2 separate regions of the Gossypium hirsutum genome follow, and region 2 is linked to region 1. Evidence: chromatin contacts called from public Hi-C data. All regions are on one chromosome and are shown on one strand. The core of a region is the stretch at or near the end of the contact, and the rest is flanking DNA. Distances in the headings are between cores, read along the strand shown.

What was found. Hi-C and Micro-C count contacts between places; a contact is called where the count stands out from the background.
Region 2: a Hi-C map of hypocotyl shows a contact between it and region 1, with 2.5 times the contacts expected there. The contact joins two enhancer-like sites. A contact is called at or near these places in 10 of 34 Hi-C or Micro-C datasets (callus, cotyledon, fibers and 4 more).

Annotation. Positions count from the first base shown.
Region 1 is chrA08:110,347,968-110,354,860 of Gossypium_hirsutum_v2.1, forward strand. No RefSeq gene overlaps it. Among protein-coding and RNA genes, the nearest start is that of LOC107929456, 5.8 kb to the left of the region's middle. Within about 2 kb of position 2,679, at least 3 of the 9 cell types and tissues checked have an H3K27ac peak or open chromatin away from gene starts, as enhancers often do. A contact at or near this core is called in hypocotyl, where this site is marked.
Region 2 is chrA08:110,395,002-110,401,894 of Gossypium_hirsutum_v2.1, forward strand. No RefSeq gene overlaps it. Among protein-coding and RNA genes, the nearest start is that of LOC107929448, 42 kb to the right of the region's middle. Within about 2 kb of position 4,475, at least 2 of the 9 cell types and tissues checked have an H3K27ac peak or open chromatin away from gene starts, as enhancers often do. A contact at or near this core is called in hypocotyl, where this site is marked.

The DNA of each region.
Region 1 (6,893 bases), core at 1,429-3,928:
GCACTGAGCTAGGGCATGGGTGTGGAGCCAAGAGGGGGCGAGTTTCTTTGGCTACTCGACTTTGTCTTTGTGGGCATCATTTCTAGGATTGAGTGCACCCCCTTTCTGCCTCCCCAACTTGCATATTTGTTATATATGTATGCATGAGGGTTTTCTTTTTCATAAAGGCTCTATAAGGGTTTTCTTATAAAGGTTTTTTTTTTTGAAATTTTTATTTATTTTTACTGTAAAATTTAATTTGGTTATTCTGTCATTTATGTAAATTTTAATAATATAAATAGATAAAATTTTCAATAGAAAAAATTTAATATACATAAATTAATTAATTAATTTATTTTAATATAAAGAATAAAATATAATTTAACTCTTAATACAAAAATAGAGTGTGGTATAAAATATTATTTTAATTAATGTATAGGTATTTCTTGTAGCAAGTGCCCCCTTTCTGTTATCCTATACATATTCTTAATTCATTTCATTCCCTTTTATTCTTTCAAAAGTTCCATCTTGGACATTGATTCTCTCTGCTTTTCTACGTTAATTTTCCTGGATGCTAAATTTCTATTTCAATCAGTTAATTTACTACCACATATAAAAAATTATCAACTATTTATTATTAATTAATAATATTCTATGAAACCTACTACTTTTTGTGATGGGAGTGTTGTTCCATGGAGAGATACCCTAACCTAATAAAAAATAAATATGACTGTCAAATTATATCATCTAATATATAGTCAGACCATCAATAATCGCATCAAAATAACAGGATCTTCATTATATTATTATATGCTCGACTTTTTTGACAAGACAATCCATCGAAATCGCATTCCATCTTTGCACCTCCTACTATTAATTCGTGTCCATTTTTTGAGATGTCATAATTTATTTTCCTCTTACATATCACTTACTTTTTATTTAATCTAATTAAAGCTGTAACTCTTTTTTAGAAAATATATATATATATATGATGAGTAGGATGCACACATCAAATGGATGTCATGATTAACAATTATTTAATAAGAGTGCGTTTGGGTGTTTTTCTTTTGGTGGAGGAGCTCTTGTTTTCGTGAGGACATTTGCACTTAGGACGTCCATTTTTTTTTATTTAAAAGTTACATTTACATTTAGATAAAAGGCTTTTCAGTATCTGTGGGAGATTAAATTTTTAAAATTCAGTAAAAGCTCCCTCAATGCCAATAAAAATTTGGTGCTTGATTACGGTGATCATTAATTGAAAAACAAACTCAGAATGCAATCAACACCATAATTACCAAAACTTTTATAGAAAAATATGAATTTGGTAGTATGTAATTAGAGGTTAAAATATGTTATGAGTTTTTATATTTTTTTGTAAATTTAGAATTTAATTTTTATATTTTTATTTTTAGTATTTTAGATTCTTTATTTTTTAAAATTTTAAAATTTATGTCCAATTGTTAGCATTGTTAATATTACTTTATTAAATTTAGGTGTCAATTTTAATTACATTGCTACTAAGAGAGTATTTTTTTACTTGAAAATGTCACACCAAAAAATTTAATAAAAAGACAACTAACTGTGTTAACAATTAAACTTAAATTTTAAAATCTGAAAAGTAGAGAAGCTGATCTCTTAGAAACAAAAATACAAAGACTAAGATTTTTTTTAAAAATAATACAAAAAAATATTTATGAATTTGGGTGGAAAAAAAATTATTTACGAGAATGGGTTGAAATGAACAGCAAAAGGCGGTCTCTCCTGTCACGGTGACACCACCTACTAAAAATAATATTTTAAGATAAATAAATTAAAAAATATAATTTAATTAAAAGAGATGTCTCTAAAGGTGGCAAAAAATAGGCTCAAGCCAAAGAAACTGGCTCGAAAAACTCGAGTTTGAACTTGTTTTAAACCCAATTTGATAAAAAAAGTACAAAAATTCGAACTTGAAAAACCCAAACCTGAATTTAATAATAAAAATAAAATTATAATTAAATTTTATAAAAGCTTTAATTATTAGTTTTACTCAAATATTTTTTCTTCATAAATAAATTATTTATTTTATATATAATGCAATAGTAATTTTGTTTGAGAAAATGAGATTACCACTTTTATACAAACATCAAAAACTCTATGATATTAATTCCTAATTTTGTAGTTCCTTTCTTTAATTATTTGTCATTGTATTTGACTTCTAATTCTTGAAATATAAATTTATATTGAATAATTTAATTCGTAATTTAGATGTAAGAAATATTTATATATTATGTTTCAACTATTAATAAAACAATCAGAGAAAATACAAAAACACAAAGTTAGATTAGACAAAGAGAAAATTTAAATATGGGTTTAAATTTTTATGACTCCAAATAAATTATTTTTTATAGTTAAAAAAATTTTAACTCTAAATTTTTATACTTAAAACATATAATTTATGTCATGAAATATTAATACATGGAAGTATGATGTATTTTAGAATTTAAAATAATATGTTATATTTTTAAATAATTACATGCACATTTCCGTAAATAATTTTTTCATATGAAATAAAAAAAAACAAATTGGTTAATAAAAAAAATAAAGGGGAGATGAGATAGTGAATGATTGTGTAATGTGTGAATAGTGGTAGTAATTTGTAATGTGTAATGTAGTATAGTGAAGGGAGTTAGGAAGTCGACACGTGGCACGCACTCCTAGCCTTTAGTGGCCACATTGGCGTCGTTTTGCTGAATTTCCCTTTTTTGGTGGGGAGGGCCCCACCCACTTATTTTCCACCTTCTCATTGGAATTGCATTATTAGTATTAATTATCTCTAGTCTCTTTTAAACTCACTTACTCGTTCAGTTTTTACATTTTCGAAAATACCAACCATAATTACTATGTTTCAACTTTGACCCTTCCTTTCTTTTTTCTCTTTATAATGGAACATCTTTTCTTTTTTCTTTTTTTTGGAAACTTTATTTCTTATTTTATTTTTAAAATAAGAAAAATATGTTTACTAAATAGAAATAAAATTTTAGTAATAAAAATATGAATAATCTTCAGTAGTTTTTTTTTAATAATAGAAACATGAATTATTACATTCATATGGATTGTTTAAAAAAATATTTTTGCATTTATGTAAGTTTCAACAAAGGCTAATTCATAAACTCAAAGTAAAAAAATTCCTCACCTTTAATATTTTTTAGTTCAAAAAATATTTTATTGAAAACAATGAAAACAAATTTTTATTACTTTCTAAGATTCAAATATTATTTTTAAAATTCTTAACTAAACACGTTTTCTTTAGTATTTATTTGTATCTTTTAAGAAAACAAAAACAAAAATAGCATTTGTTCCCTAAAACTAAACAAATCCTTAGATTTTTTATTTTTAAATTTAAATTTGCTTTTAAGATCTATCTTTCAACTAAATTTCCTTTCAAAATATGTTTTTTTTCCCTAAAGATAGCGAAGGTGATTGTTGAGGTTTGAACCTCAAGCTAATGCCAACTAAGACATGGAAACAATGTAAGGAGTTTTTTTCATTAATGAATATTGGGTGTAGTGATAAATCACATTGTACTCCTAAAAAGAGAATATAGGTTTGAATCCTGGAGATAATATTGATATTAAGATGTCATGGAAAATGTACTTGTATCAAGAAAAGCGAGGTTAAACTAAATTGAATAAAATGAAAAGTGCACGGAACAAAGTACTAATTTTCTATCTTTGGCATCCTTAGAAAGGATTAAAATGCAGTTTTAACATTGATGTTATGTGAAGATTTAATGTGCTAAGTGTAATATTTGGTATAATTAAGTGAAGTGATATTGGAAAGGAGCTAAAAGTGCAAATTTTCCAATAAATAATTTTGGGACTTTTCAAGAGTTTTATAATGAGAATTGTAGAATTTATTTTATTTATGAAAAGATGGGAAAATGAATGGCCATATATTTGAAGTTTTTAATTCATGGAAATTACGAGGCATTCATTTAAATTTTGGTTTTGGCTTTGATTAAAATTTATGTGACTTTGACTAAAATTTATTTGAATAAAAGAAAGAAAAATGAAGAAAGGCATCATCTTTCTTCTTTGTGTCGTCCACCTTCCTTAGAGTAATAAGAAAAGCTTTTCCTTTTAATTTTTCTCATCTTCTCTCAAATCCAATAAAAAATCTTCACTACCTAATTTATTTTCTTGTTAAAATCTTGTAGAAAACTCACTTCTAAGCTTAATCTAAACCATGATGGTTTTCCCCACAGTCATACAATGCATGTACATATCATCATGCTTCATGTTGATCCAAACATGGCATACTTAAACAGCGTGGATCATAAAAACATGTTTGGAGTTAAGAACTTACCTAAAACTTCATTCTTTCCACAGCTTAGCCTTTTCGATCTCCAGAGCTTCCGTTCTCATGGCAGAACCTTTAAAATGGTTCTATAGTCCATAAATTTATGTCCTTATCATTATGTATATAGAAGCATTAAGAACTTTACCTGCTCGCTGGTTTTCTTACTTTTCCATCTCCATTCTCATGAAGTCTGCTCCAAGCAGAACCTTCCATAGCCTCCTTCCTCAAGCTACCCAAGAAGTTGATGAAAAAGAGACAGTGAGACTAAGTCGAGAAGAAAATCATCCCTTAGAAACCATATTCTATCTATTTATAGCCCTTCTCGCGCTATTACCAACCTTAGGGGAACCGTCAATAGCTAAATATTATGTCTCCCACTAAGGAATCGATATGTTCCATCCTAATTGAACCAGGTTTGGTTCTAAACCATGTCTAATTTAGTTTCCAAGTTTTCATTTATTTTAATAAAGGCCACCGACTTGTAGTCTCTTCCAATTTAGTCCTCTATTTATTTCAAAATTTTGAGTTATTAGGAATCCAAATGTTACAATTCTTAAATGATAGCGAATGAAGGCAATGACACTAAAAAGGTGCGACAGTGTGAGGATGAAACACAAGATGGTGGGGGTGATGGAAAAAATCCTGTTCGAAAATGATTTTCTTGCACAGTGAAAATTAAAAATTTGAAAATCGAGCCGATTTGTGATATTTATAGCAATAAACCTTTTACCAAAATTGCATCTACGTTTTCGGTTACACGGATCCTTATCATTCATAACTTTCAACCGAACGATCTTCTTCTCTATTCTCGTACCATGAACTGCATCGAGTGTGAGCTCGAACGAATTCGAATCTAACATAGAACCATAAATAGTTTATTTTTTTTCAAAGGAAAGTGATCTGTCGTAATTTGATATGACAAATCAGGCTTTCTTGGTAAACTTGAGGAGCTTGTTTTCTAACAAAGTAGCGTCTTTTACGTAGTTTTTGGTAGTTTTAAGGTTTTTGATTTAATAAGTAAAATTGCCTCATTTTACTTACTTTTGAGACCCAAATTGGCAAATCGTGCCATTTGGTGCCTTAACCTTCATTTAAGTGCTGTAGGTACTTGGCAGAAGTTCAAAATTGTGCGAAAACTTCAATAATGCAAGGGTATCATGATATCAGGGCTCTAGAATCATGATCCCCTTATCAGTACCGAGACCAAGTCATAAAGTAATGGTATCGTTATTGGATCTGGTGCCCTAAGTGTAGTATATGTGTTTGTAAAACTTGTAATTTTTTGAACATATTGGTTAATAAAACAAATTCATTTATTACAATTAATATAATTTGTATTATTTTTCTCAAATGATTTTTGCACGCAAAGTGAAATAGAAGCAAATGTTGCTCATTGATTGTCTATTATTTAAACTGATACTAATCAGTTTTACGTGGGCAGATCGTAGTACAAAAAGACAATTTGTATTAGTATATGAATCTAAACATGTTCTTAGTCTATTAAAAAAAAAAGAGAAAACCGATTAAAAGTCTAATATGTCATCTATCAAGTCCAATTGAGGGGATGCCTTGGCTTGGGCATCAGAGTAGATAACTCTTAGAAGATAAAGACATAGATGTGTCTGATTGGACTGGTAGTACATTGGATCGGACCCAAGCATGGTAGATCCTAAATTCTTTTATGGATTTATTAACTTGTGACATTTATAGTATGACATACCTAAATCCTGAGTGGATGCGAACTATGTTTGCATGACTCATACACTTTATTGTAAGTAAAAGCTTGAGTTCAAATAGATAAGGAACTGAAAGCTGATGTGTTCGGTATGCGACTTCTGTAGTATGTAGCGTCATTTACAACAGTGGAATTGATAGCTCGAGAAATGGGTAAATGATATTCTTTCATAGGCATTACGTGGTTGATGAAAAGTAAACGTGGCCACGGGTCATTTTTTTCTGTGATGGATGACTTGATCACTATTTAATAGTGATTTACTTTTTATGAAGGAAGATGTAATTGTTACTATTAAATAAAATATGAACATATTAGGAGAGCTTGTAACAAACCGTTTTTAGGTCAAATTGAAACAGTGGTTTCGGGACCACAAATCTGAAGTCAAAATATTTATTTTATTATTTTACTAAGGTTTACAGCATGATAGATTAATTACGTGAAAGTTTCGTAAAGAAATTTTATTGTTTAAATGGTTAATTCGGTAAAAAGGACTAAATCGCGTAACGCGTAAAAGTTGAGTTTTATTGTTTAAATGTATTAAATAGCTATGGTTTATTAATATGGAAGTCCTTATAATGTTATTATGCCAAGATTAAGGTTAGTGGAAAATTATGTCCATAATTTTAGTGATTTATAAGTTATTATTATAAGGGTAAATATGTAAAATGGTTATTATTATAAGATAAATAAAATAAAACAAATAAAGGCTCCATATTCATCTTCCTTAACTGATTCTTGCAAGGAGAAAATCCATAGTTAGGTTTTCCATTTAGTCAAGCTTGAATTCTTGATTAAGGTACGACTTTGACTCAGTTTTTAATATTTTTATATTTTTGAG
Region 2 (6,893 bases), core at 3,225-5,724, 49 kb after region 1:
CCTGATGTTGTCTTTAGCTACATTCAATAATTCAATTTCAAAAATAGTATTAGTTTCCACTCAATCACATAAAATACATATAATCAAACATATTTTACATTTTATCCATTTTAGTCCCTATATTCGAAATACTCATTTTTTTCGATATTTAACATTAGATCAAAATTTGATTTCACTTTTAATCTATAACATATTATCATAACAATTTTCAATTTAAATTTACTCCCTAATGTCACAAAACTAATTATCAAGCCTAGTTAGATTTCTACTTAATTCCAACACATTTCTTTACTTTTCAACTCAATGCTAACATGCTCAAAAATCATAGTTCAATTTCTCATCAAGATCAAGCTCAATTTCATCAATACCTTTTAATAGTAACTTGATAAATATTTAGTAATTGAAAAATCTAATACATGGGTAAGCTTAATCAAGCTTACATGATCATGAAAACATAATTTGTAAATAGAGAAAAAGAGAAAATTCTTTCTTTTTCTTCATATCTGGATAGAAAATACTTGGGGAAGCTGAAGACTCATCTCTTTCTCCCCATTATTTAATATTTATACTAAGATTAAGGATTTAATTAACTTAACTAATCATGATTAATCCACTTAATTAAGGCATACATTTGTTTATTAATTTCAATTATGAAAACTAAATGATATTAATCATTTAGGTCATTTGGATAGTTACTAACTAGGTCCTCAAGCATTTTCTAGATTAAAACTCAATAGTGATTGAAGTTTTACAATTTAGTCCCTAAACTTTAATTAACGAATTTCTTGGTTTAAGTTCTTACCTATTCTTTATATATTTTCATAATAAATCTGTAAATCCTCCTATTATAATCTCACAGACTCGGATTATGGAATTGGGTTCTAAAATCATATTTTTTGACACCAGCTAAAATCAAGTCATTACAGAAGCTATTAGGTTCTTCCATGCTTTATATTCAATTGAGTATTCGATTGTTGGTAGGTTTCCAATGGGTAATATCTTTCTCACAATTCGTACTTTTGAATATGAAATATTACAGTGAGAGATTTCGAGAGAGGAAATTCAAACAGCATTATTTGCGATGCATCAGTCAAAGGCACCTTGCATCGATGGATATCACACAAAAAAATTTTGACTCATTGGGAGATTGTTGGTGAATCAGTGATTTCGATGGTAAAGGATGTTTTTAATGGCAACCTGCTTGATGAGATGCTTAATAAAACTTTGATTGTGCTTATTCCGAAAGTTGCTCATCTTGAAAGATATTCACAATTCAAGCCTATAAGCTTATGTACAATTCTTTATAAATTGGTAAGAAAACAATTGTGAATCAGTTAAAACCTTTGATGCCTTTTTTGGTAAGTGGGAATCAGACTAAGGGTCCATTTGTTTACATGTAAAAGGTGTTATGAAAAATGTTTTATTCATTTTCTTGTGTTTGTTTCACAGGAAACAGCTTGGTCAACGAAAAATGATTTACATGTCAACGTTAAAATAAACCCTTTTTCCTGTAAAATGACCTACCCTTTTGAAAAGCGTAAGTCATTTTCCGAAAAAGAGCTTTTCTATAGGTGATTTTATTTTTATATAAAAATTAATTTAAATCAAGCTTAATATTATTATATTGATAATAATTTTTATTTTTTAAAATATTTAAAATTAGTAAAATATTAATATAAAATATTATATTTTTTCAATATTATTAAATATACATATTTAATTATTTATATTTAGTCATATAATAAATTATTAATATAATTAATATAATTTTTGTTTTAATAAATTTTAAAAATAATAATTTTAAATAAATCTTCACATATTATTGAAAATATTCAATATTAATGTTTTAATAATAAATATTTATTACAATTATAAATATATTAATAATAAATGTTTTGTAGTATAAAGGTTAAAATATGTCATAAATCTATGTATTATTCACAAATTTGTAATTTAATTTTTCTAAATTTGTAATTTAATTTTTTTACTTTTATTTTCAAGAATTTAGTCCCTCTACTTTTTAGATTTGAAAATCAAGTCCAGTTCTTGACATTGTTAAATTTTTTTTCCAATTTTGTTGATGTCTCATTTTTAAATAAAAATACTCACTTAGTAGTCATGTAATTAAAAAATGACGTTGTAATAAACCTAAATTTAAGAAAATATTATTAGTATATGCAAAAACAATGTAAAATATAAATTTATAGATATAAAATAAACTGAATTAAACAATGAAAAGATAAGAAAATCTCAAATGTATGTTTGTTACATTAAAAACAGCTTTTATGAAATATTTTTAAGAAATCTATCAAAAAACAGAAATATTTTACAAAAATTTATCTAAACAACAAAAAATATTAACTTTTTTAGGAAAGTAAATCATTTTCCAAAAATCATTTTTCGAAAGTCATTTTCAGTGAAATAAACATACTCTAACTTTATTTCATTCTACCAGAAATGTTGTATTTATGATAATTTTACGTTTCTTTTTTTTGTAATTTTTTAAAATTTTTTCCTTAAGTTACAACAAATAACATGTTTTAACAAAAAAAAAATAGTTTTTTTCATTTCATTTTTTCTGTTACAGTGATAAAAGGAAAATCTTAACAAATTTTTATTCTTCCCTAAGAAATTACTTTACTAGAGAAATGCATCAAATTATTATTAAAATAAATTATTACAAGCTTAAATTGTTGTGTACGAAATACAAAATAAAAAATAAAAAATAAATTATACTAGGATAATTTAATAAAATGTGTTTTTAGATAATTTTATATTCAATTAAACAAATAACAAAAGTTTATATCTAATCAAATAAATCAAATATACTTGATAATGTGCTAAATAATTTAAAGGGAGAAATTCACTCACATCGGTGTAAAACTTTACACATTTCCATAACCTTTTTTACAACTAATATTTTAGCAATCTAATAGTTGATTTTATTAATATACTTGTATTTTTTGTGTATATAAATTTTCAAATTGATCGAATATATCTATCATATTGATCTAAAATATTATTTTTATTAATATATATATGTTTAACAATTCAATTTTTTTTTACATAAAACATAGAGTTAGGCATTTTTAATTTACTCAAAATATAACATGCATAATTTATATAAATGGAACATAAAATATGACGATTGAATTGTTAAAATATTAATCAAAGAAAAAGTTATGAAAATGTGTAAAATTACTTGACTTTTACACCGGTATAAATAAATCGTTTATCATAATTTAATATTTAGATAATTCTATTAACATAGATAATTTTATATTCTAAAAATCAAAACTCCCCCTTAAAATGTTTTTGGATTCCTTCCTATGAATAAAAAAAATGGTTAATATTTGGTACACTGATATTATATTTTTTTATTTCACAAGCAGTCCTAAAAATTGTCAAGTGTTTTTTTTTTAATATTTATTTTTAATATTTTATTGAGTTAGTATTTGATATACTGAGAATGTATTTTTTTATCCCGCAAGTAGTCCTAAAAATTGTCATGTGTGTCCTTTTTTAATATTTTACTGAATTAATATTTAGTATATTGATAGTGTACTTTTTTTTATTCCATAAACAATATTAAAGAATTAAAAATGTACCAAATATTTATACTCCTACAAGACACTTATCAACTATTAACTTACTTATAAAATCTAAAAACTTTACCCAGAATATAATAAACAAAAAAATAATAAGTATTATTATCGCAAAATTTGATGAATAATAACTTTGTTATATAAAAGTAGACGTTGGAATTAATTTGACGAAGATCATGTTTTTGGATTCTGTACTATTTGCATTCTTTTATTAAATATTCAGGATAATGACTTTTGCTGTTACACCATCATTTGATTTATGACAAAAGAAAAAAAAAAAAAAGGATCGAACTATACATGCAATATATAAATATCTCTCCCAATTGCTATCTTACAGGCCAAGATGTGATCAACTTGCAACATCTTTGATATATATTAATTGCCAAATTTAGAATGGAAGCTACAAAATATCAAGATGAGTGTATTACTTACTTGACTTCATTAAGAGAATCAACTATTCCTAGCAAAAAAATGAGTGGACTGAAATAATCTATTTCACAGTCATTTAAAGGCGTAATATATTTTATTTTAAAATTTAAGAAAAATAGGTTTTGGTGAAACTGAAGTTTGATCCAATATTCATACGTGGGTGGGAGGAAGAGAAAAGAGTAGCTAGTGGTGGCTAAAATGGCTAATGCGCGTGCTTTGGGAGCTTAATAATAAAGGGACAAAAAAGCATAGATATATGATATTGATGGCAAAGATTTTCAAGCCACAAAATCATTTCGATTATCATAATTTTTCCACTTACAACTTGGGAACAACCAAAGAGCTGCATTTATTTATTTATTTCATTCTCACCCCCATCCTATATATTTCACACACAATGAGCAACCCATCAATTTCAAATATATGTACTATTTTCATATATATCATTTCAGCAATCATGCCTTTTCTTACAATTATTCTTATGCCCAAGTGATGTAATGATTTTAAATATACGAAAAATGAAGTTATATAATTTTAAAAAAATTTATGTTGGAGTTGATGCAGAATAAGTGGGTGGGGTTGCAACCCTAAGTAAAAGAAACCATAAAAAAATGGGAAAACACAAGGAAGCACACGCGTGGTAGTGTGGGTTCTGCTGTCTCTACCCATCTTGGAAATTATAATTTTATACAGTAGAATATATTAGGAGGCCGCATAATCCCCACTTTTCATGCTTTCTGTTTAGAATATGAATGTTATTTGTTGAATATAGTTTTGTATGTCTTATGCCCTTCTCCTACTATATCTCGCTACACTTACGCTTACGGGAATACATACATTTCGTCATAACAGGTCAAATTTCTAACACCAAAGTTTTATCTAATCCCTTCCAGTTGACTCAACAATATTTTTGACTAACTTTATGATCACCTGCACTTACGGAATAAAAAACTTAATAGTTAAGATGCATGCCAAACCTATTTCACTATATAAATATCCCTTTTCAATATCAAGGCATGAATATTAAAAGCCACACTCAATACTTTGCAAAAGTACCATTTTAATTTCTTTTAAATCACTATTTTTAGTGACTCTCCACATTACATACCATATGACCACACATTTTAGTGGCTTTAATTTCTACACTATTTATAGTCTGAACTCTCCTCTTTAGATTGTCCAACATCTTGTATAACTATATTGTTATAAAAATTGACGCTGTCTATGGAACCTGACAAAAACCTATGACTTTACCTTCTGAAGGCTATAGTCTCTAGGAGTAAGAAGTCCAAGAAACCTCCCAGGACCAATACTAAGGTGGATCAGGATACTGGGATCAAAACGACATGGTATAAGCTAAATTGTTTCAAGTATGTTGTCAACGTCGAATATAAAATGGCATTTTTCAGTTAATTGATAGTGAAGGCTAATTAGGCTGTTAATTTGGGTTTTATATATATATATATAAAGTCAAGCTACAAATTAAGAGAAAAAGAATTACATCAACAAACCCTAGTCATTAGGGAATCAAGAATGAATCTTAACCATTTTTCCCCTATAATGTTGACTAATTGAATTGTTAAAATGACTTAGAAAGTGTATTTACCTATGCAATTAGCTCTTGATCTTTTGTGGTGATGTCCGGTCCTTTTATATGAATTCTTAATATGTTTTAATGGAACCAAAAGAAACTATAATGATGAAAAAGAAAATTTTAATCTACCAAAAAGTATTAAAAAAAAGTTACCATGAGTGGAAAAAAAAGAAAGATAAACTTTTAATTTCACTCATAAATAAAAATTTAACCGGGAGTTTTTAGGAGTTTCATAAAATGAAACAAGAAAAACTCTTAAAAAGCTAGACAAAATAATGCAGGAAGTCACTTCTACTTTTAGGTAGGGCCGTAAAGGAATCGAGTTTGAATGAATAAATTTTTGTTTATGTTCGTTTGTTTATTTTTAAGCTTGCTCGTGTTTAGTTTGTGTTTGTTAATAATTTTAAATTTTTGTTCATGTTTGTTTATTTAAAATTATGTGTGTTCATGTTTCTTTGTTTAATGTTTACGAACATGTTCATTTAACTTAATCGAACATGTTCACGAACAATGTTAAAAAATAATAAACAAACAAACAATTAATAAATATATACATACACACACATATATTGTTTTGATATAAAATAGTCAAATATAAATATTAATAATTATATATAAATGAAAAAAATACAAACCAATATAATTTTATTAATATATACTAATGGAATTTTTATAAGAAAATATTGTTAATAAATAAATGAGCCATAAACGAGTCAATAAACGAACTTGTTCGTGAACATAAACGAATCAAACACACCTCTGTTCATGTTCGTTTTTTATTAAAAAAACATAAAAATTTTGTTCATATGCGTTTATTTAACTTAATAAACGAATATAAACTAATGAGAAACATACAAAGAACTCAAGTGAACAAGAGCACAATCCATAGTGATGGGAAAAGTTCAATATTATTTTATAAAACTGAATACCAAGACATGGTATTTAAACACAATTTGTCACCTGATAACTAATTATAACAACCTTAACTGGCAAGCCCTAACTGCTAACTGCTATTACAATTTTCATTCCTTAACATGCCTTCATCATGGAACTACTCTTAATAGTTGTTGTTTGTTCAAACTTTTGCAACAACTTTAATATAAGATCTAAATTTTGCAAATAAAGGGGCTAATAAAGGTTTGGGAAACACATCTGCTACTTGTTCCTATACTGGAACATGCCCCACACTTAGCTTTCTAGCGGCAACTTTCTCACAAACAAATAACAAATCTAACTCGACATGCTTGAACTTCGAGTGCAACACT